Regions from separate parts of the Mus musculus genome. Here regions 1, 3, 4, 5, 6 and 7 are each linked to region 2. Evidence: chromatin contacts called from public ChIA-PET, HiChIP or PLAC-seq and promoter capture Hi-C data. All regions are on one chromosome and are shown on one strand. The core of a region is the stretch at or near the end of the contact, and the rest is flanking DNA. Distances in the headings are between cores, read along the strand shown.

Evidence for each region. Promoter capture Hi-C pulls out the DNA fragments that hold promoters and counts their contacts. ChIA-PET counts read pairs in DNA pulled down with a chosen protein or histone mark. HiChIP or PLAC-seq counts read pairs in DNA pulled down with a chosen protein or histone mark.
Region 1: a promoter capture Hi-C map of liver shows a contact between it and region 2, with 5 times the contacts expected there. The contact joins the promoter of Klhl23 here to the promoter of Dync1i2 in region 2.
Region 3: a contact with region 2 is called in an H3K27ac HiChIP or PLAC-seq map of microglia, with 10 times the contacts expected there. The contact joins the promoter of Sp3 here to the promoter of Dync1i2 in region 2. A contact is called at or near these places in 1 of 39 promoter capture datasets (liver) and 1 of 115 datasets of contacts at active chromatin or transcription factors (microglia).
Region 4: a promoter capture Hi-C map of liver shows a contact between it and region 2, with 6 times the contacts expected there. The contact joins the promoter of Bbs5 here to the promoter of Dync1i2 in region 2. A contact is called at or near these places in 2 of 39 promoter capture datasets (both in liver) and 1 of 484 Hi-C or Micro-C datasets (liver).
Region 5: a contact with region 2 is called in a promoter capture Hi-C map of liver, with 5 times the contacts expected there. The contact joins the promoter of Ssb here to the promoter of Dync1i2 in region 2. A contact is called at or near these places in 1 of 39 promoter capture datasets (liver), 1 of 115 datasets of contacts at active chromatin or transcription factors (cardiomyocytes) and 1 of 9 other capture datasets (adipose tissue).
Region 6: a Ronin ChIA-PET map of embryonic stem cells shows a contact between it and region 2, with 22 read pairs. The contact joins the promoter of Fastkd1 here to the promoter of Dync1i2 in region 2. A contact is called at or near these places in 3 of 39 promoter capture datasets (hippocampal neurons, liver and pre-B cells), 1 of 484 Hi-C or Micro-C datasets (liver), 1 of 115 datasets of contacts at active chromatin or transcription factors (embryonic stem cells) and 2 of 9 other capture datasets (adipose tissue and liver).
Region 7: a promoter capture Hi-C map of liver shows a contact between it and region 2, with 6 times the contacts expected there. The contact joins the promoter of Ccdc173 here to the promoter of Dync1i2 in region 2. A contact is called at or near these places in 2 of 39 promoter capture datasets (liver and pre-B cells).

Annotation. Positions count from the first base shown.
Region 1 is chr2:69,820,692-69,824,634 of GRCm38.p6, reverse strand. It overlaps Klhl23 (kelch-like 23), which reads right to left and starts at 2,265. Exons shown (of 4, transcript NM_177784.4): 1 at 1,993-2,265; 2 at 1-848. The coding sequence starts at 847.
Region 2 is chr2:71,210,530-71,214,600 of GRCm38.p6, reverse strand. It overlaps Dync1i2 (dynein cytoplasmic 1 intermediate chain 2), which reads right to left and starts at 2,655. Exons shown (of 16, transcript NM_010064.4): 1 at 2,527-2,655; 2 at 46-162. The coding sequence starts at 153.
Region 3 is chr2:72,979,101-72,982,759 of GRCm38.p6, reverse strand. It overlaps Sp3 (trans-acting transcription factor 3), which reads left to right and starts at 2,314. Exons shown (of 7, transcript NM_001018042.3): 1 at 2,314-2,510; 2 at 3,128-3,273. The coding sequence starts at 2,504. Sp3os (trans-acting transcription factor 3, opposite strand) reads right to left here and starts at 3,328. Exons shown (of 3, transcript NR_045269.2): 1 at 3,165-3,328.
Region 4 is chr2:69,644,963-69,648,777 of GRCm38.p6, reverse strand. It overlaps Bbs5 (Bardet-Biedl syndrome 5 (human)), which reads right to left and starts at 1,607. Exons shown (of 12, transcript NM_028284.3): 1 at 1,436-1,607. The coding sequence starts at 1,494.
Region 5 is chr2:69,859,265-69,862,931 of GRCm38.p6, reverse strand. Ssb (Sjogren syndrome antigen B) reads right to left here and starts at 1,370. Exons shown (of 12, transcript NM_001110145.1): 1 at 1,220-1,370.
Region 6 is chr2:69,710,992-69,714,977 of GRCm38.p6, reverse strand. It overlaps Fastkd1 (FAST kinase domains 1), which reads left to right and starts at 2,372. Exons shown (of 14, transcript NM_177244.3): 1 at 2,372-2,851; 2 at 3,416-3,484. The coding sequence starts at 2,517.
Region 7 is chr2:69,787,549-69,791,418 of GRCm38.p6, reverse strand. Ccdc173 (coiled-coil domain containing 173) reads left to right here and starts at 1,933. Exons shown (of 9, transcript NM_001077684.1): 1 at 1,933-2,004. The coding sequence starts at 1,956. It overlaps Phospho2 (phosphatase, orphan 2), which reads right to left and starts at 1,682. Exons shown (of 4, transcript NM_028521.2): 1 at 1,463-1,682; 2 at 1,098-1,133.

The DNA.
Region 1 (3,943 bases), core at 1,016-3,515, 1.4 Mb after region 2:
AGTAGTAGCCTCCAATGATATACATGGTGGCTGTGGACCTCTGGGAAATCTCTTTATGCATGGGATTCAAGGCATTGTATATTAGGGAACGTATCTTATTTTCAGTTAGCAGGCAGCTTCTTTGAAGGCCTAGAGCCGTCTTTAAGTACACTGGGTCTATGTCTATGTTGATATAGCTTAGCAGGTTGTAGATGCATTCGATTCGATTCTCTACATCGTGAGCAGTCCACTTAATGACCGGCTCTAAGATAGCCTCTTCCTTCCAGACACTCAGATTCTTTCTGGACAAGATAAAGAGAAACTTTTCAAGGCTGATTTCCAGAAATTCTTCTTGCTGCCAAACTTCCTTAAACCTGGAGCAGAGGATCCTGCGGGATTCCTTCTCTAGTTCTGAGCACACATGGAATTCTGCAAAAGAGTGCATCCCGATACAGTTATCAATGTCCAGGTGCCTGACCAGAAACTGCTCACACGCCTTCTTTACAGAAAGAAACTGCAGCAGATCCGCTGCTTCAAGAAGGCTCTGTACATTTCTCTTAGTAATTTCAATTTGAGAAGTATATGCATAATTTACAAGGCCTTCCAAAATATCATGGTGGATGCCCGACAGTTTTATTTTACTTTTAAATTTTTCTTTCATGTCAGCTGTGAACATTGCCTTAAAATAATTGCTGCAGGCAGCTAAAACAGCTCGGTGACAATGGAAGATTATGCCTGAAGGACACTGAAGGGTAATATCAGTAAATAGTCCATCCATGTAAAACGTTCTGAATGCATCCAGAAAATCCACTGGATGCGACGAATCCTTGAAATGAAAAATGTAATCTTCTTGTCCTTTTAGAGCCATGCTGCAAAAAATACAAACACGTTTTCAGCTTTGTGTATTAACTCTAATAATTAATGTTAAAAATTCCGATCACCAGACATGGATGGCATCAGGCATATTCCAAAACTAGACTAAAATCAGATGCCCAAACACCATATGCAAAATGCGCTGAACTATTTATACGATGGTCTATTTAAAATCAGATTAACTAAATGAGGATTTTTTTTTTCCAGTTATCCATTTGTTGAGAGATCCTAGCTTACTACCCCCAGCCACCCAGTATCTGCACTGTCCCAGTCTGGCAGTTCCTGAGAGTCCCCAGGCCAAGTGTCCGAGGGGGTCACCCCGCCGCAGCCCGGCCCCAATTCGCCGTTGTTGGTTCTCCCCCTCCCCCCTCGATTTCAATTCACACTGAGATGCCACCAAGATGGAGAGAATCTCAGAAAAGGGATCCCTGCGCTCTGCAGCTTGCTGACAGCACAAGAGCGGCCGGGCCCGAGCTAGCTTCTGCAGCCCGCGCTAGCGCCTGGGCCCGGCCGGCGTTCCCGCCGGGAGAGCGCCCCGCCCCGGGGCCCGGCGCGGGGGTTCGGCTCCCGGGCGTCGCGCGCCGCCGTTGGCCGATGCCCGCGGCCTCTGCCCGGCCGGGTGCGCAGGTGTGGACGGCCCCGCGGCACCCACGCGCCCGCCCTCGCCACTGGGCCCGCACCGCACGGCCATTGTCTGCGCCCCGGCGCGCGTGGGCTGGGGGTGGCGGGGCCTCGTCTCCCGCGCTGCCCGTTCGCCTCTCTGGCCGGCCCCGGGCCGCCGGGCTCCGACCTACCTCGCTGGCGGCGCGGAACGCAGACTCCGGACTAGCGGCCGGCGGGGGCGGGGGCGGGGGCGCCTCCCGACCCTCTGACCATCTTTGGTAGCGCGCGGCGGGGCGCGGCGGAGGCCGCCTGCTAGCGCAGCTCCAGCCCACGAGCCGCTCCGGCTTCGGTGGCCCGCGGCTTCCCGCCTCCGCCCGCAGCCCCCCGCAGCCCGGGCGCCGCAGCGTGGGCTCCCGCAGCAGGTGGGCCGCGTCCACGGTCAGCCCCGCTCCTCTCGCGCGCGCACGCCCATCGCACTGCCTGCTAGGAGAAAGCCGGAGTCCCCAGCCAACGCCGGAGGGGAGTGTGTACCCTTACCTTCTCTGTCCTCTTGCCGGCCCTGGCCCTTGGCGTGCGGGGAGAGAGAAAGTGCCGAGAGAAGAAGGCGAAACTACGGTCTTCTATTAGGGCTGCCTTCAAATGCCACAAGTAGCTGCTTTCCCATAAACTCCATGCTGCCTCCAGCAGAGCGCGCAGGAAGGAGCTTTGGGGCTGCTTAAGCACACTAGGAGTTAACCTGGAAGCTTCCAGGGAAAGTGGGGGTAGCCTAGGTCAAGGCTGAATCCAGGCACCTAAGATTCTCGAGTTACTGTTGTAGAACACAAGCAGCTAAAAGGGGCAAGCTCCAGCCTTCTGGTGATGTCCATTGTGCCACACCAGAAAGTCCACTTTCTTATTGCAACAAAAGCTAGTATCAAATGTTTTTAGCCGCAAGATTTTGAATAACTTCCGAGCACCTCATAAAGTCCGGGAAAAGGTAATTAGGTTTGAAAGATGGTCCATGGCTGTCAGGGAGCTTACTGGAAGGAGGTCGCGGCAAACCAGGACCGGAGAGCTAAGGTTGTTCTTAAAGTAGTGTTGAAAAGAAAAGAGTAAGTAGACAGATACGTAATGGCCATACCTTACATGATGGGAGAACGCTGAAACTCCTAAGCGCCGAAAGCCAAGCCACAACCTGTGTTGAAATTGCACCAGAACAACCAGGAAGCCAACTTGGGTTTCTACCCCCACTTCCTCTTCAGGACCAACCAGGGAAGTATAAATATGCCAAAAAACGATCACTCTGTTTGTAGCCCACCCCCGGCTTTCCCAGCCAATAGCCTCCAATCAGATATCTGGGGTAGCAGAGGTGGAGGCTACTACTCTCCCCTCCCCCTTGCTTTTTCCTCTTCTTTTTCTTCTATTTTTATCCACGCTTCTCATGTCCCTGCTTTGAGCCTCTGGGAAGGACGAGTGATGGTGATTGGCCTTCTTGCCAAGCAAGCTCTGAACAAGTAACATGCTTGTTCTTCTTTGAGTGGGTTTAATTTAATTCCACATCTTAGTGTTGATCCCGGGGGAGTGTTGTGTAGAACTTCACAACCCTCACCCCAGATTTCAGAAATCTTCATTCTGTCCAAGAGCACCAAGTGATTCTTAGAAAACAACCTAAAACAAACAAACAACCAACAAAAACAAAACAAACAAAAACATGATATGGTTTATATCTTAGAGTCTGGTCAACAATTTAATACCACAGCAAGAAAGCAAAAGAGTCTTCGATTGGGGGGCTAAAGTTTACTCTGCCACTTGCCACTTAACATACAGCCTAGAGCAAACTACTAGACACACACGCGTGCGCACACACACACACACACACACACACACAAGCACACACACACAGAAATAATTTTTAAAATGTATTGTGTGCATGTGTGTGTGATCGAAATCGCGCTTGCAACATGTGTGTCTGTAATGTGTGAAGAGCCTGCAGAGACCAGAAGAGCGATACCATTGGATCCCCTAGAACCAGAGTCACAATGACTGTAAGCTGCTATGTAAATTCTGGGGCCCAAATCCTGGTCCTTTGCAATTGCAACAAGTGCTCTGAGCCTCTGAACCACCTCTCCAACATACAGAAAGAAGTCGTAAGAAAATATATATTGTAGGCTCTATACTAACTTATAGAATCTCAAAAATATGATCAATATATGCATAATATATATGTATATGGGGTAGAAACATACGTATAACAGTATATGATCAATGACTCTTGATAGAGAGGTTCACTGTATTGTCATTTGTGCAGACTTTTTTCAGATTATTATAGGAACCAATTAGAACTTTTGCTTCCAAGCTGTTGGTGCTGTCACAATCCTCTAATCTTAGCAGAGTAGGCTGAGGCAGGAAGATCCCGAGTTTGAGACTGCCCCACTGAAAATGGTAAGGCCCTGTCGCAAAACAAAATATTTGCTTATAGTGATTCCTAGTTCTGCTTAAAAACATGTTT
Region 2 (4,071 bases), core at 1,406-3,905:
GACTCATACTCAAGGGTTTTGCTTGTCTTAGTGAATCAAACATACTTCCTTTTTTTTCCTTTCCTCTTCTTTCCTCTTCTTTTCTTCTCTGATTTGGGCCAACCGTTGCTTCTTACGTTCCAACTCAGCTTTTAAATCACTTTTGTCCGACATGGTTGTGACCTTAAAAAGCATGCCAACATTAACAATAATCATTACATTGATTTAAAAGAACAAGCAACAGGCTTTTTTTAAAAAAGTACTTCAAGAGGTGTACCAAGAAGCTAAGAATTTCAATGGTACCCATAGAGAACACACAAGTTCTACTTTTAAAATAGCAAAAACCATATATGCATACTGTTAAAATGTAAGAAAAATTATACACAAATGTATGAAGAAATATTTCCTAGAACTTGAGCACAACAGCTAGTACATAGATGTTTTCATGTTCCTAAGCCCAAATTTAACAATGTGTCACTGTAGCCAGGTTGGCCTTGAAATCATAATGTAGCCCAGGATGTCCTCATGGCGATTCTCCTATCTCAGACTCTGGTGTGCCAGAGTTAGCCAGCACACCCAGATTCCATGTTTTCTGATGTCTCTGTATTTGAGTACTAGATAATAAAAGTCATAACTAATGCTTAAAACAAACGACACTGTTGGTTTTAAGTTCTAGACGAGTATGATAGTTCACACCTGTAATCTGGGCTCTCTAGGAGGGAGGCACAAAGATTCTGAGTTCCAGGCAGCCTGGGCCATACAGGGCAAGACAGGCTTTTAAAGAATGCTTATGTCTTCAGCTATGAAACCAAAACTATTACCAGAGATGTCTGTGTTTTGTTCCCAGAAACTTAATAAAACACTGAATAGCTAAACAGGAAGTTCCTAAAAATTCTTTTAAATTCTATAGATGTTCCATGACAATCAATCAAACAGTATATTTCCACCTAACACCTTCTTGTGGCATTCTTATGATTATCTATATGGGCCTGAAATGTTCCATGGTAGATAGTCATCTGGATGAGTTGGGGGCTGTGTTTTTATGGTTTTTGTTACCTTCACAGCATAGCAACCTTAACACTGAGCTCACAGCTGCTAAACGATCCATCTGCAAAGTAGATGGGATTACGAACACAAGCGTGTCCTCATACTGACTGTTATGCAGGAGGGAGGGAGGAACGAGGAGCTTTCTGAACTGGAAAGGTAACCTAGGGACTCAATGTAAGGTAGGAGCCAGGACCTTGTTACCTTCTCTACATTACTGGTTCAACCTTTGTCAGTGTCTCTCTCCATACAACTGCAGGATTAAATGCTTTTGATTAAGGAAACTGGGTTAATAACCTCTTGAAAAGTCTAGGAATCTCTTAGGATCACAATAAAGTTGGATTAAGGGCAAATTTGGTAAGGAGGAAAAATTCATCTATGAAAATGAAAAACATTCTTCTATGTAAATGAAAAAGGGAGAATTCTTGGTAGCGTACTTCAGAAAGACAGGACAGTGGGCAAAAACTAGTGAGCAAGTAACAGGAAATCCCTTTAATATACACTTTTTTTTCCATTTTTTATTAGGTATTTAGCTCATTTACATTTCCAATGCTATACCAAAAGTCCCCCATACCCACCCACCCCCACTCCCCTACCCACCCACTCCCCCTTTTTGGCCCTGGCGTTCCCCTGTACTGGGGCATACAATGTTTGCGTATCCAATGGGCCTCTCTTTCCAGTGATGGCCGACTAGGCCATCTTTTGATACATATGCAGCTAGAATATACACTCTTATATATACTCCCAACCAAGTCATTTGAACAAACTCGCAAAGCAAAGCTCGTGTTTCTTCACCCACTCTTTTCAGGTCTCTAAAAAGCTTCATACTGTAAGGGCTGTTGAAGAAAGTTTCCATACACATCACTCTGTATGATTTTTTTTTGTATTATGTATGATAAATAATACATATTATTTTCTGTTTAGGACCAATTGTCAACAATATACCAATACTGCCTGGAATCTAGTTTGAAGAAATACTTCTTCCTTCAACTCTAACTATTTTGTCCCGCTGAAGCACGGGCGATCAGTTAGCTCCCTCATTATCAGACAGGTCAGGGCCTCTGCTCCGTGACTGACAGGTTCATTTTCTTAAAACTCCGGAAAAAGGAAAGTGTCTAGAATGATGTTTACAATCACAGTGTTCAGAGACCTCCAACACACACGCTAGGTGCCTGGTCATTGCTACTGACCCAAGTAGTAGTGATCTTTATTAATAAAAACCAAGCAAAGCTTAAGGAATTACTTTCTCCCTAGGCTTAAGGCCAAGAGGGTGCGGTCCGGGCTGGGGTGTGTCCGAGGTCCACCAGACGGGTGCAGGACAAATCCCGAGGGTCCAGGCCGCCTGCGGAGGGTCCCGAAGGGTTGCCAAGGGCCCTGGTGGCCTCCCCAGGCCGCTTTGAGTCACCCGGGCCGGCGCTGTCAGAATATCGGCCGGGCGGCCCTACGAGCTCCAAAGCGGCCATCAGAGGCAAAAGGGACTTGAAGGAAGCGCGGCCGACCGACCTGTCAGGTGGCGGAGTGGAGATCGCTTTCTCTGGCCGGTAACTTCCCGGGAACGTCCCTCTCCAACTGTCGCCGCCGCAGATCCGCGGCGTCCCAAGCACACAAAGAGGGATGGGCGGCGGCCGCTACGGCGAGAGCCGAGGGACAAATGGCTGCGCCGAGACGCGGTCTCACACAGAATCAGAGTCTTTGCCGCCCAGCGCAGAGGGGCGGCCTCTCCGTGACTTACCTTTTGTAAAACAGAATCTCCCGGTTGAAACAGATACACCGGCCCGGGGCCCGAAGCGTTTCCGCTTTGGCAAAAGCTGGACAACCACACCTCACATCCTGGGGCGGAGCCCTCAATACCTCCAGAGAACTTCAAGTCCCGGCAACCAGGCGCCCTGCCTGGGCGAGCGAAGCTCTGTGGGAGTTGTGGTCCCACTAGAGGCAAGGAATGCTGGGATATGTAGTCAGTCTTAGCTTTCCTGTCCCCAGCACCAAGGCCATCTTTCTGCCCTTAAAATGCTAATGAGAACATTCCAGAGTTTGTATTGAAGGTGTTTTCTTCCGTGGAACAATGATTACAATGCAGCATGTGCTGCTTAAGGTCTGTGGCCCAACATTAACAAAATCTTAAGTCCTGTTTTTCCATAATGAACCTGAGAAAAGGGCATTTTAAGAAGTTTATTTATAGGCATGTGCTCGTAGATTGATTTGCAGGGGCCATGGATTATTGAGGATTCTTGTAGCATGTGACACAAGATCAAAAATAAACATATATTGGGGCTGGAGAGATGGCTCAACTGTTAAGAGCACTGGCTGCTCTTCCAGAGGTCCTGAGTTCAATTCCCAGCGACCACATTGGTGACTCACAACCATCTGTAATGAGATCTGATGCCCTCTTCTGGTGTGTCTGAAGATAGCTACAGTGTTCTTGTATAAATAAAATAAATAAATCTTTAAATAAAAATATATTAATTTAAGCAGGGCATGGTGGCGCACGCCTTTAATCCCAGCACTCCGGAGACAGTGGCAGAGGCAGGCGGATTTCTTAGTTCAAGGCCAGCCTGGTCTACAAAGTGAGTTCCAGGACAACCAGGGCTATACAGAGAAACCCTGTCTCTAAAAACAAAACAAAACAAAACAAAACAAAAAAATAATTAGCATAAAAATAATTTCTAGTATTTTATAACAGAATAGTTTCCTCCAAAAAGTGTGTTTGGTAAGAAAGCATTTTATACTATTGGATCTGGTTAGATTTTTAATATAAAGAAAATAATTGAAATAAGAATTTACCAGAAGTGCATGGGCTGATGCATGTGGCTTGAAGAATTTATTTGAATAATCTGAAGCATTATTTGCCAAGTATTAAAGCGTTATTTGCTAAATATTAAAGGTAATACCAAAGCATTACTTTCTTATCTTCTAGAAAACTGACAGGAAGAACATTGTTTAAGTTTAATATTGATCTCAAATTTGAAGCTTTAAAATTTCAAAGAGCGTTTAGTTATGCAGACTTTGTTTCCTTCTTTCCAAATAGTTTTTGTTTAGTCACTTGAAAAT
Region 3 (3,659 bases), core at 1,065-3,564, 1.8 Mb before region 2:
TATGGTAGACTAATCGCTGACCATGACACCATATAACGTTTCTAGCTAGTCAGTGAGGTACCTTACAGACTAAGCTTGATTTCCTTCTCTTGGAGTTGTAGCTGATGTTATTACCAACTTTGTCCTAGTCTACTGGGGAATAGGGTGATCTGGTTTTGTTTCTTGGCCAGGAATAGCTTGTGAAAATCTTGAGAGAAAACAAGAAACTGGGCCAAGTCGTGGGGACAGGGGAAAACAGATCTTACTGTTGTTTCGAGATTTGTTCATGATAATACTTGATTCTCATTTAATGACTGTACAAAAACATATTAATCCACCGTAAATTATACTGTATGTTACTACATGTATTTATCTAAATACCGGCTTTATGCTTTGCATATACTTTAGTGTATTTGCACTAGTTAAGAAATAAGTATTCTTGCAAGAGACCATTTTGCTTTTGGTCATCTTAACATAGGGTGTCACAGTGACTCAACTGTGGTTGGAGAAGTCTACTGAATCTCACCTTATGCTGAGTCATACTCTTGCTGATGTTCATTCTTTTTTTTTTTTTTTTTTTTTTTTTGGTTTTTGTTTTTTCGAGACAGGGTTTCTCTGTGTAGCCCTGTCTGTCCTGGAACTCACTCTGTAGACCAGGTTGGCTTTGAACTCAGAAATCCGCCTGCCTCTGCCTCCCAAGTGCTGGGATTAAAGGCGTGTGTCAACACCGCCCAGCACTGATGTGCATTTTTAAGAGCTTTGCCTCAAAACAGCTAGTTTGAGTTATCTGGTTTTTGGCCCTGAAAGACTGTTCTTGCTTGCATGACACAAGAGAAAGAGAACATGTGTCACTGTATTAAAAATTACCACGAAGTAGTTGGCGGAGATGGCCCCCACTTTTAATCCCAGTACTCAGGAGGCAGAGGCAGGTGGGTTTCTGTGAGTTCCAGGTGAACCTGGTCTACAAATCCAGTTTCAGGACAACCAAGGCTACACATGAAACTGTCTTGAAAACAAAAACCACAACCAACGAGAAAAAACCAAAAAACAAAAAAACAAGTCCAAAAAGGCTTCTGAAACCGATGTATGCACTGCCCCTCCCCCCCATGAATTTTCAAGTTCGTGTATACAAAGCTAGTTTAAATGCTTTGCCTTCAACCTCATACAAAACATACAAGTACAATAATTGGGATGTTTATTCTTGCTTGAGGTAGATTTCTAATAAAAGTATTGTGGATAGTGTTTCCTACTCTTAAATTCAACCTTTCTTAAGCAAAAGTATCTAGAGGTAATAGACAACGTTCTGTCTGTTGTTTGCAGAACACTTTTTTCTCCTGAATGACTGACTGCAAGGCATTGAGGATGTCAAAGGAAGGGGTGTTAATACACCACTAAGTACAAAATTTAAAAAAAAAAAAAAAAGTAACTAAACGCTCCCAAGAGGAAGGATACTTTTTAGATGTACTGTTTTAACAAATGTTGACTGACTTTCTTGGTTAAGAAGCAGGTAGTTTGTGTGTGCAGCAAACTGATTTTAAAGGGTGACTGTATCTCATTGAATAAAAACATAACTAAGCCTGCTTTGATATCACTGGCCAGAACTAAAACCTTTTTTCTTTATGAAGGGACTGGAGATATCTTTTTGCTCTAAGTGCCCGCCTCCAGGGTCCACAAAAGTAGATGGTTGGTAACCACGGGCTAAGCTCGGGAGGATGAGAAGGTGATGGATCCGACTTGCGACCAAGAGCTGAATGTGTGTGAAAACGTCCTCCTCCAGCCTCGGAGGGGGTGTCTCCCCCAATACCAGCTCCCTCCCCCAGGGCTCGTGGGGCGGGTCCGGTTTGCTCAGTAGCAGCAGCAGCCCTGGGGCCGAGCGGCGGTGGCCTCCTGGCAGCGCTGGCAAGACGCAGCTCCGAGCGCCCGGGCCCTGGGGAGATCCAGTCCGGTCGGCTGCCAGGATGGAGGAGACGTCGAGTGGAGCCGGAGCCACCGGGGACGGACTTCCTCCCCAGCTCGGCTCCCCGACAGCCTGGCGAGGCCTGCACACAGGGCCAGCCAGTGGAAGAGGCCTGCGCCTCGGGTCTGGCAGCCGCAGCCGAGGAACGAGGCTGGCACAGCGGGGTAACGCGCGAGCCGGGGCCGTTCTGGAGAACCTACGGCGCCACGGCCGCTCATTGTCTCTCCCCTTCAACCCGGGGGCAAACAGGAAGCCCGCCGCCAGGCCGAGCGACGGACAGGCGTCCGGACCAATGAACAGAGCTGACGGAGAGCCTAGCGGCAAATGAGAGCCGGGAAGAGGGGCGGAACTTCCGGGCGGGCTGTCGCCCTCTTCCCCCCTTTTGGGCTGGAGGCTCCACCTTTTGTGTTTCCCGCACAGTCAATCAAAATAGGAAAAAAAAAATTCCCCGGACCGCTCCGGCCGTGTCCGCCGCCGCTTCCCGCATCCTCTCCCGCCGCCGCCGCCTTCGCTTCTCACCATGTGTAAGGCGGCGGGGAGCCCCGCCTGAGCTGTCCTAAACACACTATGACCGGTACGTAAAGCCGAGAGAGAGCAACCCTCGCTGCCTCCGCCGCTGCCACTGCCGCCCACAGCCAGCCCGGGGCCGCCACCGCCGGCTCCCGGCCTCCGGGAGCGTGCGACCGAGTGTCGGCGGAGGCAGAAAGCCGCACTCCCATCTCCGCCAGCCAGCTGTCCAGCCCTTCCAGCCCCAGCGCCGAGTGCCCGCCGGGCTCCGGGCGGGCGGCCCGGTCCGCCGGGAGCGCATCCCCCCTGTGTGCGGGCGCGGGCGGCGGCGGCGGGCGGGCGTGTGCGAGTGACTGACGGTGCGAGAGGAGCGAGCGCCGCGGAGGGAAAGGGGAGGAGAGGAGAGGAGAGGAGAGGGGGCAGGGGCAGCGCGGGGAGGAGGAGGAGGGAACGAGGAGGAGGAGGGTTACAGCCGCGGCGGGCGGGGGCAGCAGGAGGGGAGGAGGGAGCGCGCCGCCGCCGCCGTGGCCGCCGCGGCCGGGGGGAGGGCAGGGGAGGGGCAGGGCCCGGGCCGCCCGGCGCTCACTAATGTGGCCGCGGCTCGCGGGCCCCCTCCCTCCCCGCACCCGCCTTCCTCCCCACCCCACCCTCCTCCTCCCCCCTCCCCCCGCGCTGTGCCTGCAGCTCCCGAAAAGCCCGTGAAACAAGAGGAAATGGCTGCCTTGGACGTGGACGGCGGCGGAGGCGGCGGCGGCCACGGCGAGTATCTACAGCAGCAGCAGCAGCAACAGCAGCAGCACGGAAACGGCGCGGCGGCGGCGGCGGCCCAGGTGAGGAGCGGCTGAGCGCGGCCGGGCTCCCCGCGCGCCGCTTTCTCCTCCCCTCGCCCTCCCTCCTTCCCTCCCTCCCTCCCGCGCGCGCTCGCCCGCCCCTCCCCCGCCCCGGGAGCTGCCCGCCCGAGGCGCCAACGCTCCGACCCCGCCCGCGCGCCCCCGCCCGCCGCCTTTTTGTGTGTGTGTTTGTGTGTGTGTGAGTGTGCAAGTGTGCGCGCCCTCCCGGGTGGGATCCGGACGGAGGGAAGAGGCCCGGCGCGCAGCCGTCCGCCGCGGGCCACCGAGCGCGGGGAGAGGCGCCGCAGACCCCGGAGGAGGAGGAGGAGGAGAGCGCGGGGCCGGGTTGGCGGCGCGGCCAGGCGCGGAGCGAGCCGTACTTCCTG
Region 4 (3,815 bases), core at 358-2,857, 1.6 Mb after region 2:
GAACAGAAGGGACATGGCTCTGAAGAAAGGGCACTGACTAGGGAGAGAAGTGTAACTATGGAGAAGAGTCAAAGAACCTGAGACTGCAGGATGATAAGTATAGGCCTTATCTGTGGACAGTGGTGGACAACCCCCAGAGGTTTCTAAGTAGAGGAAGGTCGTCGGGCGGTTACGGAGAGGATGGTTTTTAAAAGGGTTGTATGAGGTGTATCCTCAGGAGGGTAGTGAGTGGGTCAGCGAGTAAAGGTGGCTACCACCAAGTTTGATGACCTGAGTGTCTGTCATCCCTGGGACCCACACAGTCAGAGGAGAGAATCGACTTCTGCAAGTTAACTTCTTCTTCTTCTTCTTCTTCTTTTTTTTTTTTTTTTTGGTTTTTCGAGACAGGGTTTCTCTGTACAGTCCTGGCTGATCCTGGAACTCACTCTGTAGACCAGGCTGGCCTCGAACTCAGAAATCCACCTGCCTCTGCCTCCCGAGTGCTGGGATTAAAGGCGTGCACCACCACGCCCGGCTTTGCAAATTAACTTCTGACCTCCACTGTGAATGATGCGCACAGAAAGCACTCTATCTCCACAGGCTCGTTTGATCCTTTGAGTTAGCTGTGTGACGACTACTCTCCTGCACTAGAATGAGGAAGGGTGTGTGATAATCAACCCCTCTTATTTTCCTGTCTTGATTTTTGAGACAGATGTCTGTAAACTGAAAATGTTCATGAAAACAGGGTTCGTCTGGATTAAGACCCACGGCACTCCCTGAACTACAGGGAAAGCCATAGAAGGTGTGTAATGAGTTACTGTACTTTGTAATTTCACAAATACCTCCTCCCTCAACTTCCAAAAGGAACGAATACTATGTTAGGCATCCAGTTACTACAAAGACTGAGAAATGTACCAATATCTCATTTTTTCTATTTTAGGAGACAGTGCTCATGATAAAGCACCATTAGGAAGCAGCTGAGGCGCCGTGTAGTTATTGATCCAAGAACTTCAGCTTCTATGTTTTCCATCACGATCTCAGCGACCCCCTCCCTGATTTCTGGGCAGGAAGGGTTTTTAACCATCTCCTCTTTTAAGCATATTCCCCCACAAACAGGGCTTCTTTATAACAAGCTCTCAAAGATTTAGATAAGGACTAAATGAAATCTTAGCTCCGACACAAGCTTTGCGTGGTCGGGAGTTTTGGAGAATTCTCACTCCCACCGCCCTCATTTTACAGACACGCCAACCGTGCAGAGGCCCGTAGTGTGCAATGCTATTCCGGATTTTGTTCTAGAACCCTGCTTTCCGGAATCCCTGCCCTATGTCCCCTCCACCGCAGGACGCGGAGGGTCACAGCCTTGATGGGCGCACACTGAGATAGGCCGCTGGCCAGGGCAGGGCCGAAGACCGCAGGGGACCATAGTCACGGGGTCTCAGCGCATCCTGAGACTCACTGCGAGGACACGTCGAAGCGCACGTCGCGGTCCTCCCACAACACGTCCAGCACAGACATGGTGACCGAGGGAGCTCGCCGATGAAATCCACAGTGGCTGCTCGGCGGCGTCTTATGGGCGCCAAGGCAACGCGCCGGCTTTGTCACGACATCTACGGCGGGCGCCGGGGCCCAAGCTTCCACCAGGTAGTGTGCGCTCTTTTCCCAGCCCGTTTGCGTCATTTGGTCTTGTTGAGGCGGGTGGCTGGGAAGCTGCTTCACTTCTGAGTCACCTCTCTGTTCTCTGCGCAGAACTTTAGCCATTTCAGCTTTCCTGCTGTTTTCCTACACCATTTAGAAATCTTAACTTCATCAAATTACATTACTGGTTTGATGGGGCTCTGACCCTGCCCACCTCCCATACCCTGGTGGCCTGGATCTCTGGCTACATTCCAGCCCGAGGCTCAGAACCTGTTAGAGGTCCTACTACATCTGGTCAGAACCATTGCTTCCCTAGATTCGTATAGTGCCAGCCCTTGCGTCCTATTTCACAAATCAGCTCTGGGGTCCCTCTATTGTGAGCAAACAAAACGTAGACACCTGATTCTTAAAGTTCACCGCATTGATCAATGTGCAGCACAGAGTACAAGATAAACTATGTCTCTGTCTCTCCTCCCTCTCCCCCTTCTCCCCTTCCCCCTCCCCCTTTCCTTTCTTCCTTTCTTCCTTTCTTCCTTCCTTCCTTCCTTCCTTCCTTCCTTCCTTCCTTTCTTTCTTTCTTTTTCTTTCTTTTTTTTTTTTTTGACATGGTCTCCCTTTGTGGCCCAGACTGGCCTCGAAATGTAACAGCTTCAGTTTCCCTAATACTGGGATTATAAACATACTTTATATATTTTTAAACGAATCAAATGGCTTTCTTTTACTATATGAAAATTATCAATAAACAAGTAACACGTTAAATAAATTACTGCTTCACAAAGAGTGATCTGGGGTCTCCTGGGCATACTCAGGAGCCTCTCATGGTTCCATAAGCAGAGTGACGTGAAAACACTTGCCTTTTAAACTCTAGCTGGGTCACGGGTTCACATTATGTATAACTGAGTATGTAAGCACACAGAACACTTCATTTGCTGTTTGTATTCTCCAAGACAGGGTTTCACTTGTGGGCCAAACTGGCCTGAAACTTACGATGTAGCGGCTTTGAACTCCCATCAACCCTCCCACCTCAGCTCCAGAATGCTGGGATTAGAGCCTCTCTACCCAGCTACTTGTTTAATGCACTATGGTGTTTTGGTTTTAGGATTTATTATATTATTCAAATCCTGTTAACGTTCATCTTCCTGCTCAGCCTCCTGAGTACTAGGATTGCAGTGTGAACCACCATGCTCACCTTTAAAAAAAGGTGACATGGGATTTGGTATGCTGCTGGAAGTAATGGCACACATCTTTTTTTTTTTTTTTTTTTTTTAAAGACTTATTTATTTATTATTATATGTAAGTACACTGTAGCTGTCTTCAGACACACCAGAAGAGGGAGTCAGATCTTGTTACGGATGGTTGTGAGCCACCATGTGGTTGCTGGGATTTGAACTCTGGACCTTCGGAAGAGCAGTCGGGTGCTCTTACCCACTGAGCCATCTCACCAGCCCCCAATGGCACACATCTTTAATACAGCACTTGGGAGAAAGAGGCAGACAGATCTTTGTGAGTTCAAAGCTTGCCTGGCCTACTAGTAAGTTCTAGGCTAGGCAGGGCAGTCTTTCGAGTAAGACTCGTATCTCAAAGCAATTTTTTTTTACTCTGTTTAATAATGTGAGTCAATATTGATTGAAATATATTTCTTCTAGTTTTATTGAAGTACGAATGGTATTTTGAAAAGAATGTATACAGTTTGGTGAATTGGAACTTGAATACTTGTGTGTGTTACCACCACAATCGAGATAATAAAACCCCATTATCTCCACATGTTTCCTTGTTTCTCTTTGTGCCTTTATATGAGTGCTGGAGAGATGGCTCAGTGGTTAAGAGCACTGACTGCTCTTCTGAAGGTCCTGAGTTCAAATCCCAGCAACCACATGGTGGCTCACAACCATCCGTAATGGGATCTAATGCCCTCTTCTGGTGTGTCTGAAGACAGCTACAGTATACAGTATGTCATACTGTATATATACAGTATGACAAAACCAAACATTTTTCTTGCTGGCGTTGAGCCAGGGTACGTGCTAGGCAAGCATTCTACCATCGTGCTACACACCTGATCCATGCCTTCAGCAAGTCTGAGGTGCGAGATATTTTATTGTTGTGTACAGGTGATGTGTTGTCCCGTGACTCTCTGGAACATAGACTGTTAGAAGTCTTTGATGGCTGGGTGTGGTGGCGCATGCTTTTAATCCCAGCACTCG
Region 5 (3,667 bases), core at 121-2,620, 1.4 Mb after region 2:
TAGCTTTAAAAATATCAGTATTATAGTCTGCCAGCAGTATATTCCTATAGCCCTCAATGCCAATTATTTGCGTTTCTTTTCAAATTAGTCACAGCTGACTTACCAAAACTTATTACTGGTAAAAATGAAAATAGAGTTCAGATATGAAAGTTACGGTGTTAGACACTATATAGGAGAATACAAGAAAAATGGGACCTTGTGAGCACAGATACAAAAAATTTTAAACTAGGGACGCTGGAAGGTAAGGATGTGCCTAAAACACTACTACACTGGTTAACTCTATAGCCACTTTCCTGTTTCACGGTCTGACAACAATCCTAGAATAAAGAGGGACTGTGATACTGGTTTGCTAGAAATCACAAACCGGATCTTCTGTCTTACTGGCTTTCAGCGCCTTACTAAACCACCCTACCATATTGTACGGAAGTATACCAGCTCTTGAAGAGTTTATCTGCAGCAGCTGAATATAGTTATGAGTTACTGTTGGTATATTTCTTGAGACATTGCTCAAAATGCTGGAGACTGCTGGCGATACACTGGTCCTGTAATGGGAAATCTACGAAGTACACGTCCCACTTCAGAATTTACTGTTACAGGCGCTGGTTTGTCTCCCACTACCAACAATCTCACTTCTCATTACTACAGAGACACAGGTCAATAACGACCTAGTTAGCCCCTGCAAGACTTCTGCGGCCTACCCAATTTAGGGACTGTTTCACACTGAAGACAGAATGGCAATGGCAGTTCTTTGAAGGAAAAAAAAAAAAAAAAAAAGATAGCGACGCTGGGAACCCAATAGCGGCCCCCACTTCTTCGGCCTCCAGTCAGTCCCCACAGAACCCTGTCGCGTTTAACCCGCACCGACCACCCTAAAGACTTAAATGGTCCGAAACATCCGCCTCTGGCCAGTCAGGAAAGGGGTGCAAGGAACAAACCGAAAGGACGCCGTGAGGATGCGGCGAGCCTCTGCCTAAAGGCCCCGCGAGAGCCGCATCCTCCCACACCGGCCCGCCGGGATCCCTGCCACGTGGAAAGCCCCAGGCGCCCGCATCTCTGGCCGGGGCCCGCTCCGTGGCCTCGCCGAGGCCCGCGCCCCCTCGGGCCGCGGTCCAGCACACGGCCACGGGCCGCGCGGCCCACGCGGCGGCGCGGAGAGGAAGGTGAGGCCTGCGCATAGCACAGCCCTTCGTACCTTCTCCTCAGTTTCCAAGAAGCTCACCTCAAAGATTCGGATCCCACGGTCACCACAGCTTCAAGAACAACGACAGAAGCGCCTGGACTTCCGAGCGCCGGCGGGCCAGCCAAACGCGCTTAAAGATGGGGGCTTTCCCGGCAGCCCTTGCGGACAGGTGGGCGTGGCCGCGGACGCAGTGGCCCGGCTCTGCTTTCCACGCACGCGCCGTTACCGCAGCCTCCCACAATCCTCGGAGGAGGAGTCCCGCCCTCCCGCCCGAGAAATTGTTAAATTGCTCAGCAGAATGTTAGGGGCTGACAGGAAGTGTTTTTGTGGAGATCTTTGTTTTTAATGTGTTTCTGGGCAGTATGTTCGAGCCTTCCCTTCTTTCTTCTGTAGCGCTTGGTTTTTCTTTTTTTCCCCCTTTGTCTCTTTTTTCCTTTTTTTTTTTTTGAGACAGCGTTTCCGTGCGTAGTCCTGGCTATCCAGGAACTCGCGCTGCTCTGTAGACCAGGCTGACCCTCAAACTCCTCCTGCCTCTGCTGAGACACTCGCCTACCTCTTCCGGGAGTGCTGGCATTATTAAAGGGGTGCGCCAGCACGCTTGGCCTTTTGCAATGTATTTGACTTGCATGGTGTTGTGGTTTTGGAAAAAAATTAAAAAACCATACAGTTGCTTGGTTTCCGACAGGCTAGCTCTCTGAAGCACAAACTGGCCAATGATTCGAACTCCTGCTTCAGTACAAAGTGCTGGGACTTCACCTACATCACCAGGCTCTTACTGCTCCCCCTCTTGCTGCTGCTGTCTATCTTTGCTTGTTTTGATGTTGGAGTCTGACTCAATGAGTAACCCAAGCTGATCCCAAACTATGCTTCTGCCTCCAGCCACCCTAGTGCTGGGATTACAAACAAATCTTTTTAAAAGTCTCTTGCTCCCAGCACTTGGGAGGCAGAGGCAGGCGGATTTCTGAGTTCGAGGCCAGCCTGGTCTACAAAGTGAGTTCCAGGACAGCCAAGACTGCACAGAGAAACCCTGTCTCTAAAAACCAAAAACCAAACCAAAACAAAAAAGTCTCTTGCTAGGAAAGAAGTACATTTAGAATAGTTTGAGAGACTTCACACTTAAGTCAGGACTGCCACTTTTTACATAACAATTTTAACGTTTTAGAGGTGCAATTTCCTTATGACATCATCTTTTTCCTTCAGTGTTCCTGGAATATAAAAATTACTTTCACAAAATAACTTCATAATCTCAGAGCATTTTGGAAGTTCCCAAACAGATAAACTCTAAAATTTGAAGAAGAAGAAGAAGAAGAAGAAGAAGAAGAAGAAGAAGAAGAAGAAGAAATGCATTTATAGGTTAACTATACATGCCATTTTGGCCAAAGAAAAAAGAATTTACTAGTATTATCCTCAGGTAGTTTTAACTTTAGATTAATTACATTCAATAAAAAAATTTTCAAGTTTCTACTTACTGTGAGACATAAATGCTAAATTTTCCTTTTTTAAAGATTTAAGTTTATGTACGGGTGTTTTGCCTGCATGGATAGACAGTGGAAAAATACCATGTGTGTAAATGCTCCCAACCTACTATAAATCCATTTCCAGGGACTCTAACACTCTCTTCTCATCTTTGTTGGGTCCTGCACGCTTACAGTGCACATACATACTCCCAGGACACACACATAAAATAAATAAATAAGCACTTAGATAACTTAAATGTTCATAATAGTAAGTTATGTGATTAAAAGAAAAATTAGAATCGACTATATGTGTACCACCAAATAATTAAAAAGTTAAATAATATATAGTGATAAAAACAAACTGATTTTCATTTACTGGTGTTTGTGAAATTCACAAGCACGGTGCTCAGAAGCAAAAGGTGTTTCACATAACCATTTTCTCCAAATACTGCAAATATTAATGTAATGTTGTATAAATTATATTAAATAATATAAAAAATCTTATTTCCTTCTACCATTCTCATGAGAATATAATAAAAGGTACCATTAGCAAAACTCAAGGAAATGAATTATCACCTTCAAAATATATGTTTTACACACATGCCCATACTACCTGTTATTGTAACCAGGTAAGTTTCACAGGTATGTCTACATCATTGTTCTACGATCAGAATTCAGCGTATTCATTTGAAGATTCTACAGTATTGAACAAGGAGAACTTCATAATTTTTTGGAGAGTGATTGTGGAAGAATTAAAAGTTGCATGTCAGTCACCATGAATGAAAAAATCCCATGTACATTTCTAAATGTCAGAGTGGCTTGTACCCTTCCCCTGTACACAGAATGATTGATCTAAGGCAGTGGTGTTATTCAGTTTGGGACATCACTATGAGATGCTTTATTTGGTATACAGGTAGAGATGCCTAAATGATACAAAGGCATAGCATTTTCAAGTATTAGTGACACCGTTTACTTAATACCATTTTATAGAAGGTCAAAACAATTCAATGTTTAGTTTCAATCTGATTAC
Region 6 (3,986 bases), core at 1,123-3,622, 1.5 Mb after region 2:
GTGCTAAGGAACAGCTAACAAAATCCCCAACACTAGACATGAGAAGACCTCTTTTGAGTTGTAGGTCAGTGTGGTAATTTGAATGAGAAGAGCCACTATAGGCAAGTATATTTGAATACTTGCTCCCCAGTTGCTAGAACTGCTTAGAAGGATTAAGAGGTTGGAAGAGGTGTGTCACTAGTGTTAGGCTTTGCGATTTCAAAAGCCCATGCAATTCCCAGTTATCTCTTTCTCTGCTTCATGTTTGTATATCAAGATGCAAGCTTCAGGTGCTGCTCCAGCAACCTGCCTGTCTGTCTGCTGCCATGCTCCTCCCAGTGTAACCCTCTGGGACTGTAAAGTCCCAATAAATTCTTCTACAAGTTGCCTTGGTCATGGTGTCTCTTCACAGAGGTAGGACAACAACTAAGACAGGAAGGGTTGTTCAAGAGACCCAGAACATTGCAGGCTGTTCCAAACATTATTGTTATTTTACTTGGTTGCCCTGAAAGGCGGAAGGTAAGTCCCTATTACCGAGGATCCCTAGCACTTCAGAGGCCCCTGAGCTGGAGTTGAACTGAAAACCCAGCTTTCATGGCACCAGAAGGCCCCATGCCAGCTTCCAAAGGCAAAGGAAGGAAGCACCCAGGTCCTACACTATGACTATGACACCTATGAATCACAAGGACAACCAGCACGCATGCCAACAGCTCCCTCATCACACTTAAGACTTGTCTGCTGCCTGTACAGGCCAGGAGAGGACATCAGGTCCCCCGGAAGCAGACTGACAAGTGGTTGTAAGAGGCCATGTGAATGCTGAAATCGAATTATTTGGAAGAACAGCCAGTACTCTTAATTGCTGAGACATCTCTAAAGCCTCAGCAAAAGCTCCCACCCCATAGATTTACACAAAGTTTCATGGTATGAAATTCGGTTTTATTCTTTCAAAAAATATGCACAGTTACTGGACAAAGAATGCATTTTGTCCAATCAGCAACATTAAATGAGCTTAATCACCAGGTACATATAATAAAATAATTGTTAATTATAAGTATTTAGAGAGGTAAAACATACACTTTTCACATAAAAAAATCTTTAATAAAAATTTAAAGTTATGCATGTGCATCTGTATATGCGTGTGTGTGTTTTGTGTGTGTGTGTGTGTGTAGGGGTGTCAGAGAAAAACAAGAAGGAATTGGCTACCTTCTTCCTTCTCGTGGGGCCCTGGGATAGAACTCACTTTCTCAGAGCCTTTGCCGCCTCATAGGCCTTCTAGAATCATCAAAAAGAATATTTTGTAGTGTGCGTTACAAAGAGGTCAGTGCTTCTGCAACTGGGAAACATCTTCAAAATAGAGATACACTTGAGGGACCTGAGTCTCCGCCAATCACGAAGAACGCTGGACTCTATGAGAACGAAACTACAAAGCCCAGAACTCCCTGCGTGCGTATGGCCTGCCTATGCCTCTCGCTGTGCCTTCTGGGAGCTGTAGTGCGACCTTCCTTGGTGCACGCCGCCCTGGGACCGCTTTTCTTCTGCTCTGGGACACGGTCTGTATCCGGGAGAAGTTTCCCCAGGAAAGGCTAAATACACTTGGACGCTACTGGTGAGCGAGAGACGCCAGCTTCCAGCTGCTACTGCCAGGCTTTGGATGATCCCTGCTTTCTGAGGCGTCCAGAGCAACCCCGTAGGGCCTTGCGGGGCGTGGGAAGGATTCGCCGGTTGGTCAGTGGCTCTGCCTTCCGTACCCCGCAGGGTTCCGCCCGGGACGCGCGGGTTTAGCTTAGCGGCTGCGGTCTCCGTACCTGTTTGGGTTCTCCGTGGCGCAGAGCACCGTTGCCATCTGGGCAGGTGGAGGTTAATTTTCCTGCCTGCCAGGTGCTCGGAATACCTGTCATCTGTGGACCATGGGGCTGTGCGACACTCAAAACCAGCTCTCTGCACTTCCAACTGTGTCACACTCCCAAGGCGTCTCCTTTAGTTAAATGGTTTCCCCAAGGTCACCTTTTTGTAATCGCCATAGTTTGGGCTACAGGATGAGACACTATCTCCACAAACAAGGAAGCCAATACTCTTAAAAACAAACAAAACAAACAAACCTTTCTTGATTTTGTTTCCTAATGCTGCTTTGTGGTCAGAATTGAGAAGAAACATTTTAAAATTAGGTGCAGGAAGAGATCCCCTTTCCGCCCCCCCCCCCCCATGTTTAATTTTGGATCAAATTCAGCTGGTTCAGACCAAGAACAAAGTCTATAGTCCAAAGAAAAAGAAAAATCCTCCTTACTTGACATTTGAATTTGGGAGATCAATTTGATAATAATGAGATAAGAGTAACCAAGGTTAACCAGTTGTTTTACAGATTCTTTTGGAATGGATTTAGAGCCGACAGGATGCAAATAAAGCACGTGAATGAAAGCCAGATTTTATATTGTCACATTATACCTGACTTCTAGTGTAGATGCTTTTTTTTTTTAACCAAAGAAAAAATTGTGCTAAGGAAAAGAAACCTCTATTTTGGAGCCCCGTCCGTTATAAATATGTTCCGGCTACGAAGCATCTCTTTACTCTCTTGGAGAGCATTTCCGCTCCGCCCCTTCAGTTGTGAGTCATTAATTACTCAGATGCAGAAGTGTACAAACGAAGAACAAGTGTTTGACCTTATTGAGACGAATACGGCAACGCTCTCCGAACAGCAAGTGGGCTGTGCGTTTAATGTACTTTGGCAGTTTCAGAAGCAGAAGACCGTCTTGGAAAAAAACGTTGACCATGTTAGAAACCATCCTCAGTTTCTTACTCTTTGCAGCATTACAACAAATCACATCCCAGCAATGAGTGATGCTACCCTGGTGGATGTGTTATACAGCATAAAGCAGTAAGTTGCCTCTCAATTTTATGAAAGAACTATAGTTTATATTTTAATTTTCTAAGAATCTTTTAAAAATGGAAAAGCCCTTCTTCCAGGAGATAGTTTTTCTGATAATGTTATATTTTAAGTTTTTTTTTTTTTTTTTTTTTTTTTTTTTTTCGAGACAGGCTTTCTCTGTATAGCCCTGGCTGTCCTGGAACTCACCCTGTAGACCAGGCTGGCCTCGAACTCAGAAATCCGCCTGCCTCTGCCTCCCGAGTGCTGGGATTAAAGGCGTGCGCCACCACGCCTGGTCTTCTAAGGATTCTTTTGAAAGATTCTTTGATACTAATTGGTGATACAGTTTTTGAAAATTAGGAATGTAGACATGGCTAGCCTTCGTTACATGAGACTGGTTGATTATGGAATGTTGGCGGTATGTTGGTTGGCTAAAGGCAATGAGATTAGATTAGGTAAGTAGTTACTCTTGAGATTAATGCTTGATAACAAGCTGGAGTTCTCGCTTTGTTGGTCTATTTGCAGTCTCTTGACTTTGATGGTTAAGAGGTTTTTTTCCTTGTTTTTATTGAGGTTTGCAGTTGAATCCCATCACCCACTAATCGAAGCACTGGTTACAGAAGCATGGAAAAGACTGGAAAGGCAAGTATGCTGGGCTTGTCATAGAAGATCGGGGCTATTCTGTGGGAGATTATCAAGATGGAATATAGGTAAAGAATGACATTGAAAGACCCCCGATGCTGGGCCTCCGCTCAAGTCCCGGGATGAGCTGGCCAACACCCCAACATCTCTGGAGAAAACCACACCTGATGCAAACTGCAAGAGGTTTTATTATCAGCTAGCTGAGGACGAAGTCCCTCTGCCATGCAGAGCAGGGGAGTTTGACCCCGAGCGGTGACAGTAGGGGGCTTTTAACAGCTAGCTGAGGAGTTGGGAGGAGTTGGGAAGAGTTCTTCTCTTCCAGGTGTCCTTGGTGAAATTTACAAGGCAGGAGTGGGGAGTGAGTTTTCTGAATTTTTATCTCCATGTCCTTGGCACAGGAAGGCAGGCATCTCTGGTTGTACAGTATAGAAACAAAAAGGCTTTTTGCTGGCTATAGAGAACAAAGAGCTGCTTTCTAGCTGTATTTTTAAAGAGCGGGGAA
Region 7 (3,870 bases), core at 684-3,183, 1.4 Mb after region 2:
TGGGACAATTTTAGCTCCAGGGGACTTAATGTCTCTAGATGCCATGGCTGTTACATTCGAGTACACACACACATACACCCCAAAGAAGTAAATAAATAAGGGGCTGGAGAGGCAGCTGAGCAGTTAAGAACATTGACTGTTTTTGTAGAAGATCCAAGTTTTGGTGGCTTATCACTACTTGTAACTGAAGCTCCAGGGGGGTCTGACAGCCCTAGTCTCTTTGGGCACCTTCAATCATGTGCACTTACTCTCACACAAACACATATACAAACATACACATAACTAAGTATAGCACGCATAAAATGGTTTATGGACAGTGGCCAGATCTTAATGAGTGGTTTAATTGTCATTTGTGGGTTTTTGTTTGTTTGTTTCTGATTTTGTTTTTAAAATATCTCAATAGTCATTTAAATTCTGTTTCCAATTAGGGTGCAAAAGAGCTTCGAGACAAAAAAAAAAAAAAAAAAAAAACAACAACAACAAAAAAAAAACCCAACCCCCCCCCCAAAAAAAAAAAACTAGTTCTAGACCAACTTGTATGGAAAAGGCACTTGCAATCGGGAGTTTCAAGTCAAATATGAGACCCTATTTGAAATATAAGACCATATGAGAACGTTACTGAGATATTTTATGAGGTTCAATACTTGTAACTAATTTGGTAAAACTCCTGATAATTTTCACTGAGAGACGTGGTCTACACAGCTTCTGCCTTCTAAGTTATATACTCTGCCCCAGTTGCTTCAAGGATAACTCTAGAGTGAACAGGTTAAAGGGCACCTGTGTTGTCCCTTGTGGTGAGGTCCCTCAGCTCAGAGTTTCTGTCCCGTGAAGGAACTTCCTGCTCACTCTGCGTTATCTTGTGGGAAGAGGGCCTTAGGAAGAGAAAGGTACAATTTGCTGGGGATGCAGCTAGCACTGTGTAATTCACCGATCTCTCGCTAGGCGTCGTGCTCCCTCACAAACTATGCAAGCGGCTGTTGGCCTACAAAGACAGTTCAATCCCTGACCTTTCCAGCCCTGCGGAGCTTTCAACTCGCTTAGCACAAGTACACAAAAGTTCCGTCTCCAGAAATTTTTATTAATCCTTCCATACTTACCAGCATTATTACAGTGGAACATCTCTGATAGAAAACCTGAGGAGAGATAGCACAACTATGCATTAGAACGTTCATTATTGAAAGTCGCACTTCCTTTAATTTAGTAATGAAATCAGCTGTACAGCGATATGTCAGGAGAGCCTCTGCTGAGATCAAGTGCCAGTCCACTTTTTGTGTCATTAGAGACTGACTGGTTCCCGAAGTACACTAATTACAAGTTATTTACCAAGCAGTTTAATGTATGTTAAAGGTATCAACGCGAATGTTCTGGGGACAACATTCAAGTTTTAATAGTCCTACGTAACAACTGACAGGGTCTCATATAGTCCTGACTATGCCTCATAAATCAAATCATTTAAAAACACCTTTTCTGTCCTTTAATCCTTGTGGCTCGGTGGTCAAAGGGCTGTCCTTCACCTCAGCCAGCGGGGCGCAGAGTAGAAGCTCGCACCCAGCCTGGGCCTCGACTCGCACACCGGCCGGTTCCAAACTAGCGCAGCGAGTGAGAAAAGCGGCAGCGGCCGAGCGGGACCGAGGGCTCCTCACTGACCCAGGCCTGGGTCGCAGCGGGCCGCCAGCATCAGCACCAGCGTCGGCCGGTTGGTTCTCGTGCCTTACGCAGCCGGTGAACTGCTAGCGCCGGCTCGCCCACTGCTCTGCACTGCGCACGCGCACACCCGGGCTTCGGGCCTCGGTTCAGCCGCGGACAGGGCTCCTTCCTGGTTCCTGGATTGGAGACTGACGTCACTTCCGGCGTGGTTGCTAAACAACCAAATGGTTTAGTTATCGCTCAGTAGCTGACTTCAGCTTGGAAGTAGTATCACCTGCTCTGGACTCGCGGGATCAGCTTTGTTAAAGATGCAGGTGCGCTTTGGACGGCGCTCCGGGCAGGCGAAGGAAAGCCAAGGTGAGCTGCCTTGGCCCGTGCCGGAGCTGGGGTTGTTGTTTCTAGAACCCCAGCATAGGGTGACAAAGTGAGGGCTTCGGTTGCCTTTTGAAATGGGCTTTAACCAAGTCGAAAGCAGTCCCAGCAAGCATCCTTGGAAGTTAGGCAGGTTGGCCTTCAGGTGAATGAGTGGAAAAAGGAAAGAGGACTAGGGGAGCGTAGCAGTAGAAAGAATAGACTAGGAGTAGAATAGGGGTAGAAAAGGCAGCAGTTAGAGCCTTACCCCAGCTGTAACTCGTCAGACACTCGGGGCACTTAAGCTTTGTAATTCGTTGAATAAATTTTGGAATGCCGTTTGGAAATGTTATTGACCTATCAAAATCTTTATAATGTTGCAGACCTGCTGAGTAATCTTTTCTAAAGCTCACGGAAAAACCTCAGTTCTTTCCACGCTAAAGTTAAAATTCTCCCCTAGTCAAATGCTTTGATAATGTAAAAAAAAAAAAAAAAATGATAATGAGGTAATTAAAGTGACCAATTAAAGTGACCTAAGATTTGATTTTTTTTCAAAGATGTGAGCAAGTAGGACTTCTAAAAACAAAGTCTTTCCACAAGTTTAATTGTTGTCATGGTAACTAATAGATTCTTGGAAATTTGAACTATCTTCACGTTTTGCTTGAGTTCTGTAGCAATAGCACCCTACCCCCACCCTGCACCCTAGGATAGACACAATCTGGTCAGTGGGAACATTAGGAAATTTGATTCATACACAAGGACATTGTAAAAGTAATTTTTATTCACCAGATGTAACTGTTGTCTTGGAGGCTTACTGCTGAATAAGCTCACCCTTTCTAGTTCTTTCTGAACTCTGGCCTCGATGGTTCAACACAGGTGTTCTGGCCCAAACTCCTCTGCAAGCTGACTGATTCAAACTGGCTTCTCTCAGCCTCTTTCTGAATTGCTCCACTTGGAAAAACTGCTGTGTATTGAGGAGAGATGCTTTCGAACAGTGGTTCTCAATCTCCCTAGTGCTGTGACCCTTTATTACATACAGTTCCTTATGTTGTGGCGACCCGCACCATAAAATTATTTTCTGTGCTACTTCATGATTATAATTGTATGAATTATGCTTAAATTATTATTATTAAATATCTGTGTTTCCCAGTGGTCTTAGGCGACCCTCATTCGACCCCCAAAGGTGCTGAGATGCACAGACTGAGAAACTGCTGCTTTAGAGGAAGCGTGCAGTCTGAAACGCTGGGGAAAGCTCACAGTGTTAAGGAAAGCATGCTAAGGAGAGAGAAGAAAAGGAGAATACACTCCTCTGATCAGTTCAGAAGAGTGAAGAGACTTAACATGTTACATGTTAACATGTTAACATGTTACATGGCTGTGCCCCATAAGGTTCTGCATTGGGGCAGGGATTCTGGGAAAGAGCATAAAGCAATAAAATCACGTATATGACAACATGAATGAATCTCAAAGTAATTCTTTTGAGTAAAATCTATAATAAAAGTAGTAGATGAGTGGTGGCCTAGTAGAGCCTAAGGAGGGATGGCAAGCAGTAAATGGGTGTGGGGACTGTTGGTGTCCTGTGGCCGTTATCTGAACTGTAATGATGGCTTTGGAGGCATATACTTATCAAATTTAATGAAATGGGTCTTATAAAAGAGCTAATTCTGCCTATCTCATTAGCATGACTCGAGGAGTTCTAGGATGGACCCTGAGAAAACGTGATTGAATCCCAACCCCACCAGCATGTTTGATCTCCACCCAGGCCGTAGACCTCACTCTCTTGATCAGGAGTTTTTCCACCAAGATCCCACAAAGTTCAATGTCTTGCCCAAGTTTACAAATGAAGGAAATCACCAAAGATTTGATCACTTC